Linked DNA regions of Mus musculus: region 2 is linked to region 1. A link is a contact called in public Hi-C data. All regions are on one chromosome and are shown on one strand. The core of a region is the stretch at or near the end of the contact, and the rest is flanking DNA. Distances in the headings are between cores, read along the strand shown. Region 1 holds the start of Slc35f6 (solute carrier family 35, member F6). Region 2 overlaps Dpysl5 (dihydropyrimidinase-like 5).

Region 1 (5,026 bases), core at 1,775-4,274:
CAGAACTTCCCAGGGAGGGGACCTTAGCCTGCTTGCTCGGTGTAGGATTATTCAAGGCTACAGTGTGGGCTTTCCTCCCTGTGGGCATGTGATAGCTCTCTGTGGTCTTCTAAGGCAGGCTGACTGGGCAGAAGAGAGCTTCCTCATCTGAGGTCGCCAGTCTCCCTGGGGAATCTGGGGAATCAGCAATGAGCTCCTTACAAGGGAGATAACTGCCCAGGTCTGCCAGAGACTCTTAAGATGAGCAAGTGGGAAGACAGACAGGAATCCCTGACTTGGGTGAGGCTTGCTGTCTAGTCCCATGGGGGGGGTATCCTGAAGGTAGGGGTGGGAGTAGAAGATGCCATTGATAGGACTGTCCACTGTAGACACAGTGGAGAGATAGGAAATCCACAGAGCCAGGACTTCAGGGCTGTCCTAACGACTAGGATGGGACTGACATCAAGGCCTGGGTACCAATCCTGACATCAATAAGCCAAGCCACAAAAAGCAACTTCTTTTGTAAATTGTAGGGATCAGACTGGATGATTTCTGTTCATAACAATAAGGAAATGTCCATGGGCTTAGTAGTGTATGGCTGCAAACCCATTACTTGGGAGGTAAAGGCAGGAAGGTTCACTGTTTAGCTAGGGACTAAACAGTGAAAGAGTGTTTCAAAAGATAAATAGATAACCAACTAGTCTTCCAAAATGAATGGTGTGGTATCCGCCCTAACTGGAGGTTAGAGCATGGATTCTAGGGTTGGAACACTTGGACTCAGAGGGAAGTCATCACTTGGGAACTGAGCTGCACATGACTAAACCTTTCTGTGCCTCAGTTTCCCATCTAGGAATGATGAACCCATCTATCTACTTTCCTCCCCCAGATCAAGTGAAAGAATGCCAAGGTAGATGGCCTGTAACTTGGTAGGCCTGGGTGCTGTGCACTGGCTGCCCTGGCTGTACCTAGAGGAAACCACTGGCCAGCAATGCCAATACCATCCTGGTAAGGTGGTTGCTCCCACCAACGTTCTTCCTCCCAGAGTGTCTTTCTCACTGTTTACTCCAGAACAATGTTTACAGTCCAGCTCTGGGCCCCATCTCAGGACTTGGGGCTGAGGCTCCTGAGAGGCCACACAAAAGGTGATGGGCTAAGGACAGGATCAAAGGTTAAGACACTTCGGAGTCCTCCTGACTCTCCAGCAGCCTCAAAGGGTGGGGCTTCCTGGGACCGAGGCTTCCTTGGCTTCTTACCTAACCGGTTTGGAGGTTTTCAAAGGAAGGGCTGAGTCAGCATGGTTTATCTAAGCAGTAAATGACCATTTGGATTCTTCCTGGGGACAGCAGCCTGGACAGACATTAGCCACTCTCAACATTAGGAGCAGTCCTTGTTTAGTGTGAGAATCTCATTGAAAGACACCCAGAGAAAAGCCCAAGAACTGCATAGGTCCTATTCTGGGTTGCATAGATTGTGTCCTCCTTTAGGGGAAGGGAGGGGGCACATGTGCACACATGTGTCTCTTCCACAGGGACTTTCTCTCGGCCACTTCTTCTCTCTCACACTGCAGGTACCTTACAGTCACCCTGATGAGTGCCCATGTCTTTTCTGGGCACTTCACAGCGTTGACAGACTTTGTTGTTAGATCCAAGAATCCTGAGAAGTAAATATGAAATGGCTACACGAGGCTCACAGCCAGCTTCTCAATGCACAGAGGCCCAGGAAAGCCAGAGCACAAGCCTGGAGGCCTTTCACTGGGAGCCGCCACACCAACTTTCTTTCCTAGCCAGGCCCAGTAAGAAACTGAGGCTAGACTTGGAGAGGGGCATTGTTCGCTGCTGCCCACACGCACACTGGACAAAGGACAGATGATGCACACTGAGGATTTTGGATGCAAATAGATAAAGAAAGGCCTTGCCCTGAGGCAGAGGCAGAGGCAGAGGCAGATAAACTGACAAACAACTGTCAAGTTAAAGCTAGGCCTTTCTGCCAACAATGGAGGAGACCACATTAACTTTCTCAGCTTTGTGATGCCTGGGCCTTAGCTCCCAACCAGCTGAAGACCTTTACTCCCACACACCAGAGTGCAAGTACCCAGCTACCATTCTGGTTTCGGTTAAGGAGCCTTTTCTCCAGATAGACACTTTCTTTTGATCCTCTGGGTCAGTCAGCCTTGTGGCTTCATTTTGGTTTGTATCACCTGCCTCTCTTGATGGCACCTGCTAGGTGTTCTCACTGTAAGCAGAGCCAGAGTGGTTCCCAGCCTCACATAAACCTCTGCGTTTATCACACTGATTCTTTTTTCAGTTCTCCCACGTTCAACGACGTGGTGTGCCCTCTGATTATGGAGGGAAAAAGTCCAGCTGGGCATTTGATGCTGTGAACAAGCAACTTGGAGCTGGCCTTTCTCTTTCCTGCCTCCAAACCTCTGCCACCCACATAAGAGCCCCAACTAAGCATCAAGATGTTGTCTATTCCCTTTCTTTCCCCATGAATGACCCTATGGCCACCTCCTCCTGGCTTGCCCATCCCTTCAGCTCGGCCTCTCCAAGAGCACCGGTGCTTCCCAGGCAGGCCCCCAGCCTCCTGCTGGAAGTCTCTCAGTCTCTGACCGCAGCGCCAGAGCGCCGCCGGGAGAAACTGATCCAACCCTTCGGTTCAAAGATGAGGAACTGAGGCTCAGAGATAGAAGTGACCGCGAATCAAAGTGGCCTTCAAATGCCCGCTTTCTCCCGGCCTCTCACCCCTTCGTCCACACCAGCGCGACTGAACTCTCGGTAATGTGGAGGGCTGGTGGGGTTGGAGAGTAGCGGACGGGTGGGGGACAGGGCGCCGGGTGTCAGCACCCACCGGCCCAGCAGGTCCCTCCCGGTCTGACCCAGACTCACTTTGCCGAAAGCGTGTTGATGGAGCCGGTGACCAGCATAAGCCCGGCCAGGAACAACTGGTACTTAGTCCAGGCCATAGTGGTGGACACGAGAGACCACTTGAATCAGCAGCTCCAACCCGGGTCACCCGGGATGTGGAGTCTCCTACTCAAGAACTTCCGGGCCGGGAGTCACATGACCCCACTGGCCCACGCCCCACGCCCGCTAGCCCCGCCCCGGAGCTGCCACCGGTCTTTGGTAGGAGAGCTGGAGAAGCAGAGTGCAGGGTCCCGGGCCAAGGCTACCAGATTTTCTTTTCTTTTCCATTGCTCGGCTTCCTTTTCTTTTTGTAGTGCTAGTGTCTCATGCATGCTGAGCGAGCCCTGTACTTCTGCAGCGTACGCTCCCAGCCTCTTGGCCTCCCGGTTTGTAAAATGGGCGCTCGGGGTCATGTAGAGATGCTTAGGCAATCTTAGAGCATTTTATAAACAATTTTGAGAGGTTGAGACTGGCAGTTGGTAATAGTTACAGCGTGGGAATCTCTTTTCTCCAGGATCTCCAGAGAACTGGAGTCCTGAGAGAAATGTCCCTAGGGATCCCAGCCCGTTGAATTGCTCACATCTTTCAGTAAAGGGAGCATTTGAGTTGAGTTGTAGCTTCCAGTAGGGTGTTTAACAGCTAAAACACAAACTGGGTGTGCATTCCTAGCACTTGAAAAATGAAGGCCAGTTTCCACTATATAAGGAGTCTGAGGCCAGACTGAGTAACTAAGTAAACAAATAATTAAAATAAAATGAAAAATGAAACCACAGAAGCCAAGGATTAAGGTTATGCTTATGAGTAGCAGTGGTGTGTGTGTGTGTGTGTGTGTGTGTGTGTGTATGAGTGTATTATATATATGTGTGTGTTGGGGGTGTGGACTTGAAGATAAAACACCATGGCTTTTGTATAGTTCCTGCATTAAGCTTCCCCACGTACCCCTGAGGACCCCTATAAATATTGTTTAGAAGCATCCCTACAGAAAGACCAGACCTCGGTTTGTGTGTAGAGGACTTCTAGCATTTAATTAATTAGTTTTTGAGACAGGATCTTGTTATATAAGCCAGACTGTCTTCCAGCTCACTGTGTACTCCAAGATGGACTCCAGTTCATGACTGGCTGTCAGTTTGTTAAAAAATAAATTTATTTATTTGTGTGTTATTGGAGGGCACTTTCAAGGCATATGTGGTACATGTGGAGGTCAGGGAACAACCTAGGGGAGTGGGTTCTCAGCTGCCAGCTGCCTACCTTCCTGTTCCATGTGATTGGCAGCTCATGCCCTACCACAGGTAAAAACAAAAACCCCCAAACACGCTTGATGGCCATTTGACCCACCATACATAGTCCCTCTGTTTCTGAAGATCCTATTACTGCAGGTATGAAAAAAAGGGTGTTTTGACCACTTCTTCCTGGTTGCCTTGAACTTGTAAACATGTATAGTATACACTCAAGGGACTGTAACATCTGTTTTGGGAGATGAGGTAGAGAATGTATTATAAGTAGGGTCTTGAACAAAAATATAGGAGGCTATCGTACAGACAGGGAAACATCTTTCATGTAAGAAGGGTTATGTGTTGGATAGCTCTTGGACCTACAGAACATTCCAGAATTTTTCTTCACGAGAGTGTGCTCTTTTCAGTGAAACCAGGGATAAAAGATCCAAGAGGTGACTTCTGAGCTATGTGTCCCCCACAGTGCTTTTAGTTTTGTGTCATTTCAAAGGAAGTAGTAATTTATCCAAAACTGTTTCCTGAGACATTGGAGACTAGATGAAACACAACTGTGTCCTAAAGGGACACCATCTGCCAGGCCTCCCCACCCCTATTCCCCATGGGAGACAGTTCTTATCGACTACAGTAGGACTCTGGGCTATTTTCCCATAGGTTCAGGCCAAGGATACTTGCCTGACATAAACATTACTAATGACATTGGTGTCACTAGCCCGACATGATGTCACTAGCAGAGCAGTCTTTGTCTCTAGAGTCACATTAGAAAGTGAATTCTAATTTATTATATCATGCTGTAAGCACTCATCAAACAGCTGTCTCTGAAGTCTGGTACACAGGAGGATTTATTGGCAAAAAAGCACGTAGAGCCTACCACGTGTAAGGTCCAGAGTCAAGTACCCCTCCCAGAGTAACCAG
Region 2 (5,026 bases), core at 1,033-3,532, 150 kb before region 1:
CAATTCCCAGCAACCACATGGTGGCTCGAAACCATCTTTGATGAGATCTGGTGCTCTCTTCTGGCATGAAGGCATATATGCAGGCAGAACACTGTAGGTAATAAATACTGAAAAAGTTCTCAGCTCCTTGTCCAGCACCACGTCTGCCTGCACACTGCCACTACCCTCCATGACAATGGACTAAACCTCTGAAGCTGTAAACTGCCCTGAATTAAATGTCTGCCTTTACAGAGTTTCCTCTGAGTTTTCCTATTTCAGAGAACATGCCAACTGTCCCAAGGAATCTGTCTTAGATTTTTCTTTTCCACCATCAGAAATCCTGGTCTTTCGGGAGAGGGATGACCCTTATCACAAATGTTTATTTTTATACTTTTTACTTTTGTATCTCCTGACCTTGTCCAGATCTCCCAGTGAGCTACCACTGGATCAGAGTGATGGACCAAAGCTGTTCTCCTAGCAACGGAAGCGACACATAACCGCTGCAGAGAAGACTTTCTGTCAGGCTGCCTCTTCTTGAAAAAACACAACAGAGGCCGAGTGAGAAGTAGCTACAGTTTAATTCAAACCTGCACCAGAACACAACGTGTTGGGCTGTTTTGTTTTGCCTCAGACGGTGGCCAAAGCATAGGGCCATGTGTCGTCTTGGGATCAATACAACCTTAGCACCATGACATTTACAGAGTGAGGAAGTCACTTGGGTGCTGGGGTGCTGACAGCTCCTTTCTGACCCCAGGCTGTGCCTGCCACCTCAACAGCTGGTGGGGGTTTGGCTTCCGTGTGGTTCTGTGGTTTTTGGGTCAATATAAGAGATGCCATTGTCACGGCAATGGCTTGACAAGCAACCTACTGTGGACTCCTAGCACTACACATACACACACGCACACACACACTGTAGCACAATTTTCTGGCAAGTTAACCCCACAAACCTAGAAAGCAGCTAAGGCAAGAACAACAGTGTTTATTCAGCAAGTACAAGACCAGTTTGAGAGCTGCATTCGGGGCAACCAGAGACCCCTTTCGCTCCAGCTGGCAGCCACCGGACCTGGGATGGGGTGGTGGGAGCTCTGCATGGGGCAGGGAGTGGACACAGGGGAGTGACGGGTTTGGTTGGCTCTAAGCCTCCCATCTAGAAGCTCCTGGGTGAGCACACAGGCTATGAAAGGGTGGGCTTGGGTCTGTGGAAGGGCGGGGTGGATGAAGTAGAAGGCCCACAGTGGCCCCTTGTACGCGCACTCTCCTACCACTTCAGGTGATGCACTTCTCAGGTGGAGGCGATTAGAGAGGGTAAAGCGCTCCTGGCCCACTCCAGGTGGCCTGCCTAGCTGGCCCTACCACCCCTTGGATCTTTGGCATCTGCCCAAGGCCCATGACCCAGCAAGGGCAGAAATAGACAAAGATGATGTATAGCTAGGTGTGGTAGCTTGTGTGTATAATTCCAGTACTTGGGGAAACGAAGGCAGGATTTCTGTAAGTTCAAGGCCAGGCTACCTAAGCAAGATTTTGTCTCAAGAAGAAGAAAAAGGGGAAAGAGGAGGAGGGGGAGGAGAAAAGAGAAGAGGAGGAGAAGGTAGGAGAAGGAGAGTAGGAGAGAAAGAGAGATAGACACCGTCAGCGTCACTGTTTATGATACCTGTGACCTCTAGGGTCATTACCTACTGTTCCCAGGGCTATCTCAGTCCTCTGGGTTATCTGTCTCTTCAGCTCCTAAGTGAGGACATTGGGTGCAACTAAAACCGCACGCAGGTTCCTAACACTTTTCTAGTCCAGGCTCGAACATGAGTCAGTTCATGACAAAGATAAAATCGGCTTGTGCAAAGCAAAGCAGAACACGCCCCCAGGAAGAAAGCACTCTGTCTGGTTAAACTCCTGGTGGGCCTGACATCAATCCACAACTGTTTCCCACAGCTAGGTTAGACTGCCGAGGCCATGAGAGCAGTCATGGACAGACATTTCTGGTGCCTAAACTCTTGGGGGCCTCAGTTTTTATCTGCAAGATGGGGGACAGTGGTAAGCCCCACCCCATCTCAGAAGCCCCTTGGAGTTTACCTGTCACTCAGTGAGAGCTGAGCTCTTTGATGGACCCAAAGCAGGACAAAAGCGTGCAGGGGTGACTGACAAGCTCTGTGGAGCCTCTGACAGGTTTGTGGAGCTCCAACAAAAGTGAGATCACTTGCCAAAGAGGGGCGGGGATGAGGCTTATCAAAGGCAGACAGCTGAGCCACTCTGCAGACTGTGTAGCCACCTACGAGAACCTCTAAGGAGCTTCTAAAACAGGGCGGGTCCGACCAGTCCTCAAGGAGAGCTTAGTGCCGAGGATTCCATAGCACCTGTGCAGTGGGGGTGGATGCTACAGCTAGGCCTTGTGGGTTGAAGCCCCTTCCCTGGCGGTTGCCTAGGCAACCTCCCCACCCCCCAGTCCCTCTTTCTCAGCCAGTATGAGGCCTCTTACTAGTCACCCAGGAGGAGTAGCTAGGCCTTGCCCAGCAGGGGCAAGTTATAGGAAGCTGTGTTGGGCTATGAGGGTGTGGATGTGGGGTTAGCGCTGGGGTAACCCGGAGCAGAGATGCGGCCTGAAGGTTTCCAGGGTCAGCATCCAGCATTGTTTGAATGTAGGGAAGTAGGAGGGGGTGGCAGGAGGTGTGGGATAGGGGAGGCACGGTACAGGAAGCAAAAGGACCCTGGGTTGGGAGGAAGGGGCCAGGGGTCCAGCCTGCCCCCGCCTCTGCCCTGTACTGTCTGGTTGGTGGTGAGTGCAGCATCTCCTACAAACCAAATCTATTCCAGATTCTATGCTATGCTAGTGACACAAAGCACCGTTATTTTCCACAGGGTGCACAAACAAGTCAAACCAAACCACTGCGCAAACCAAACGTGCAAAACAAAACCATTTACACGCGCCTGGCACCAGCCACATGCCCACCCAGCTACCCTTCCGGGGCCTGGGACTCCCAGAGGGCGTGGGTAGGGAATGAAAGAGGCTAGCAGAAAGCACAGGGTGTCCCAAGCACAGCCACACCCGGGGTGTCCTGACTGTACCCACAAGGGTACAGCTGGGATGAGTCAGGAGAGATGGGACACCTTGGGCATGGCTGTGGAGTTGACACCTGTCTGACTTGGGAAAATGTCACCATGGGGCCTAAGGGATGAAGGGGGAAGGCCCTTACTTATAAAACACATTTGCTAAAGTGCTCTGGACACCTGTGTGGGTGGGCAGCAGGGCAGAGCACTAAAGTCTGGGCCTTCCCAGAGCCAGCACAGGAGGTCATGGTGAGAGGAGGGTTTAGGGCCAGGTGCTATGCATTGGGTGCTGTGCATAGTGTGGGCTTCTGGGGCCCAGAGAAACCCCAGGGCCAAGGAAGGAAGGAGCAGGGCAGGAGGGACAGCTCAAAGTGCCTTGTTAGGGGTGGATCAAAGCCCCGTGAATCACGTTCAGACAAGGGGAGGGCTCCCTGGTTCCTAGAGCCCCCACCGGTGGAGCACTGCCCTGCCCAACCTCTCCCACCCACTGCAGCTCTGGCTGGAACATTTGCAGGCAGGTGGTGGTTTAGCATCCTCACTTGTTGAGGGTGGGGCTGGTCAGAGCCTTTACCAAATACCGCTCGACCTGCCTCCAGGGGGCGCAAGGATCCGAGCTGAGGCCCGCTTTGGAACGTGGTCATCGATCTGAGAACCTGCAGGAAGGAAGCAGGGAGGGTCGGTCAATCAGGCACTGGCTGCCTGGGTTAACAGGATCCTGACACCAGGGGCCCAGTGGCTGAGTTAAACCTTCTGCGAGTGTGTTCTTTCTTCTCTCCCTTAATGTGTATGTGGACCTTAATGTGTCCGCGGAGGCCAGAGAATGCTGTCCGCCTATTTTAAGACCTGGAGCTACGTATGTGCACGAGCCCAAGGAGGTGATGGATTCCTGGAGCTTCTGGATGGCAGGCAGTGAGTGCTGGGAAACTGGGAACTGAGCTCAGTCCTCTGGGTGGGCCGTACATGCTCTTAACTGCTGAGGCCTCTCTCCAGCCCATGCCTGGCTTTTTACACATGGTGTCTTGGGATTGAGCTCAGGTCCTTGGGTTTACAAGGCGAGCGCTTTACTGACTGAGCCATTACCCCAGTCCCGGGTGCCTCTATCCCAGTATCTGGATGAGAAAACCAGGGCTCGAGGACATTATATGATTTCCACGTTTTGCAATGAGAGGGCTTTGAAGAGCCTGAGTTTGAACCCAGGTTTTCTGACTCAGAGTCAATGTTACAGCCTCCTTACTCACTCACATGGACAGCATACTCAGGCTCTCTTGTACCATCACACTAAGGGACTAGCCAGCTATCACGCCGACCTTCAGACACAGTTCTCAGGCAGTAGACCAGAGAATAAAACAGGAAACCAGGAACTGTTTTGGAAAATGAAAGACCCATATAACCAAAGGCCCACACCTTTAAGACTCAGAAGGGAGGGTCTAGTGTCCCATAGATCACAGGGGTCATTCACCAGTGTTCCCCATCGTCAACAGATCAAGACTTGGGGCTAGATGAGAGATGACAGGCAACTTGAGGTCTGCTGTGTCTGAAGGAGCCACTGTCAAGTCATGGCTCTTGGACTGGGGCAGAAGAGGCCACTGGCTAGTCGGGCCCCATAGTCCCAGGGTCCCATCATTTCTTGTGAGGTCAGCTTTTGCAGGCTGTGTGCTCAGGTCCTAGGAATCCACACCATGGACTGGCAAAGCGTTGGTGTGTTTGGACAGTGCTCCTGAAACACCATCCAGCAGTCATGCTCACAGGACTAGCCCTTTGGGAGCAAGTTTTTGGAGGACTCCTCTCCACAGGCCACCAGCTCATTCAGTGGAAATCATAGGTCCCTGCACAAGCTGCTGTCATCGCAAAACTGGGACTCTAGGGACCTCAGTGGGCGGGGCTTCAGAGGTGGGGTCTCTGCCTCTCATCTTGGGATGGTTTGTGTGTGGTCCTCATTCTCTATCCCTTAGGACTCCATGCTCGTGTTCCTCCTGCCTTTCTTCCCCAAGTAGAGACAGGTCTTGTA

The links. Hi-C and Micro-C count contacts between places; a contact is called where the count stands out from the background.
Region 2: a contact with region 1 is called in a Hi-C map of cortical neurons, with 3 times the contacts expected there. The contact joins the enhancer-like site here to the promoter of Slc35f6 in region 1. A contact is called at or near these places in 1 of 39 promoter capture datasets (liver), 1 of 484 Hi-C or Micro-C datasets (cortical neurons), 1 of 115 datasets of contacts at active chromatin or transcription factors (pancreatic cancer cells) and 2 of 9 other capture datasets (adipose tissue and pancreatic islet).

What each region holds. Positions count from the first base shown.
Region 1 is chr5:30,645,937-30,650,962 of GRCm38.p6, reverse strand. Slc35f6 (solute carrier family 35, member F6) reads right to left here and starts at 3,024. Exons shown (of 6, transcript NM_175675.3): 1 at 2,865-3,024. The coding sequence starts at 2,941. It overlaps Mir5625 (microRNA 5625), which reads right to left and starts at 3,027; the gene lies at 2,948-3,027.
Region 2 is chr5:30,794,882-30,799,907 of GRCm38.p6, reverse strand. Dpysl5 (dihydropyrimidinase-like 5) reads right to left here. Exons shown (of 13, transcript NM_001356948.1): 13 at 539-3,671. The coding sequence ends at 3,586. It overlaps Gm46907 (a long non-coding RNA gene), which reads left to right. Exons shown (of 2, transcript XR_001784836.2): 2 at 403-673. Among named protein-coding and RNA genes, the nearest start is that of Gm46907, 17 kb to the left of the region's middle. Within about 2 kb of position 2,282, at least 27 of the 459 cell types and tissues checked have an H3K27ac peak or open chromatin away from gene starts, as enhancers often do. A contact at or near this core is called in cortical neurons, where this site is marked.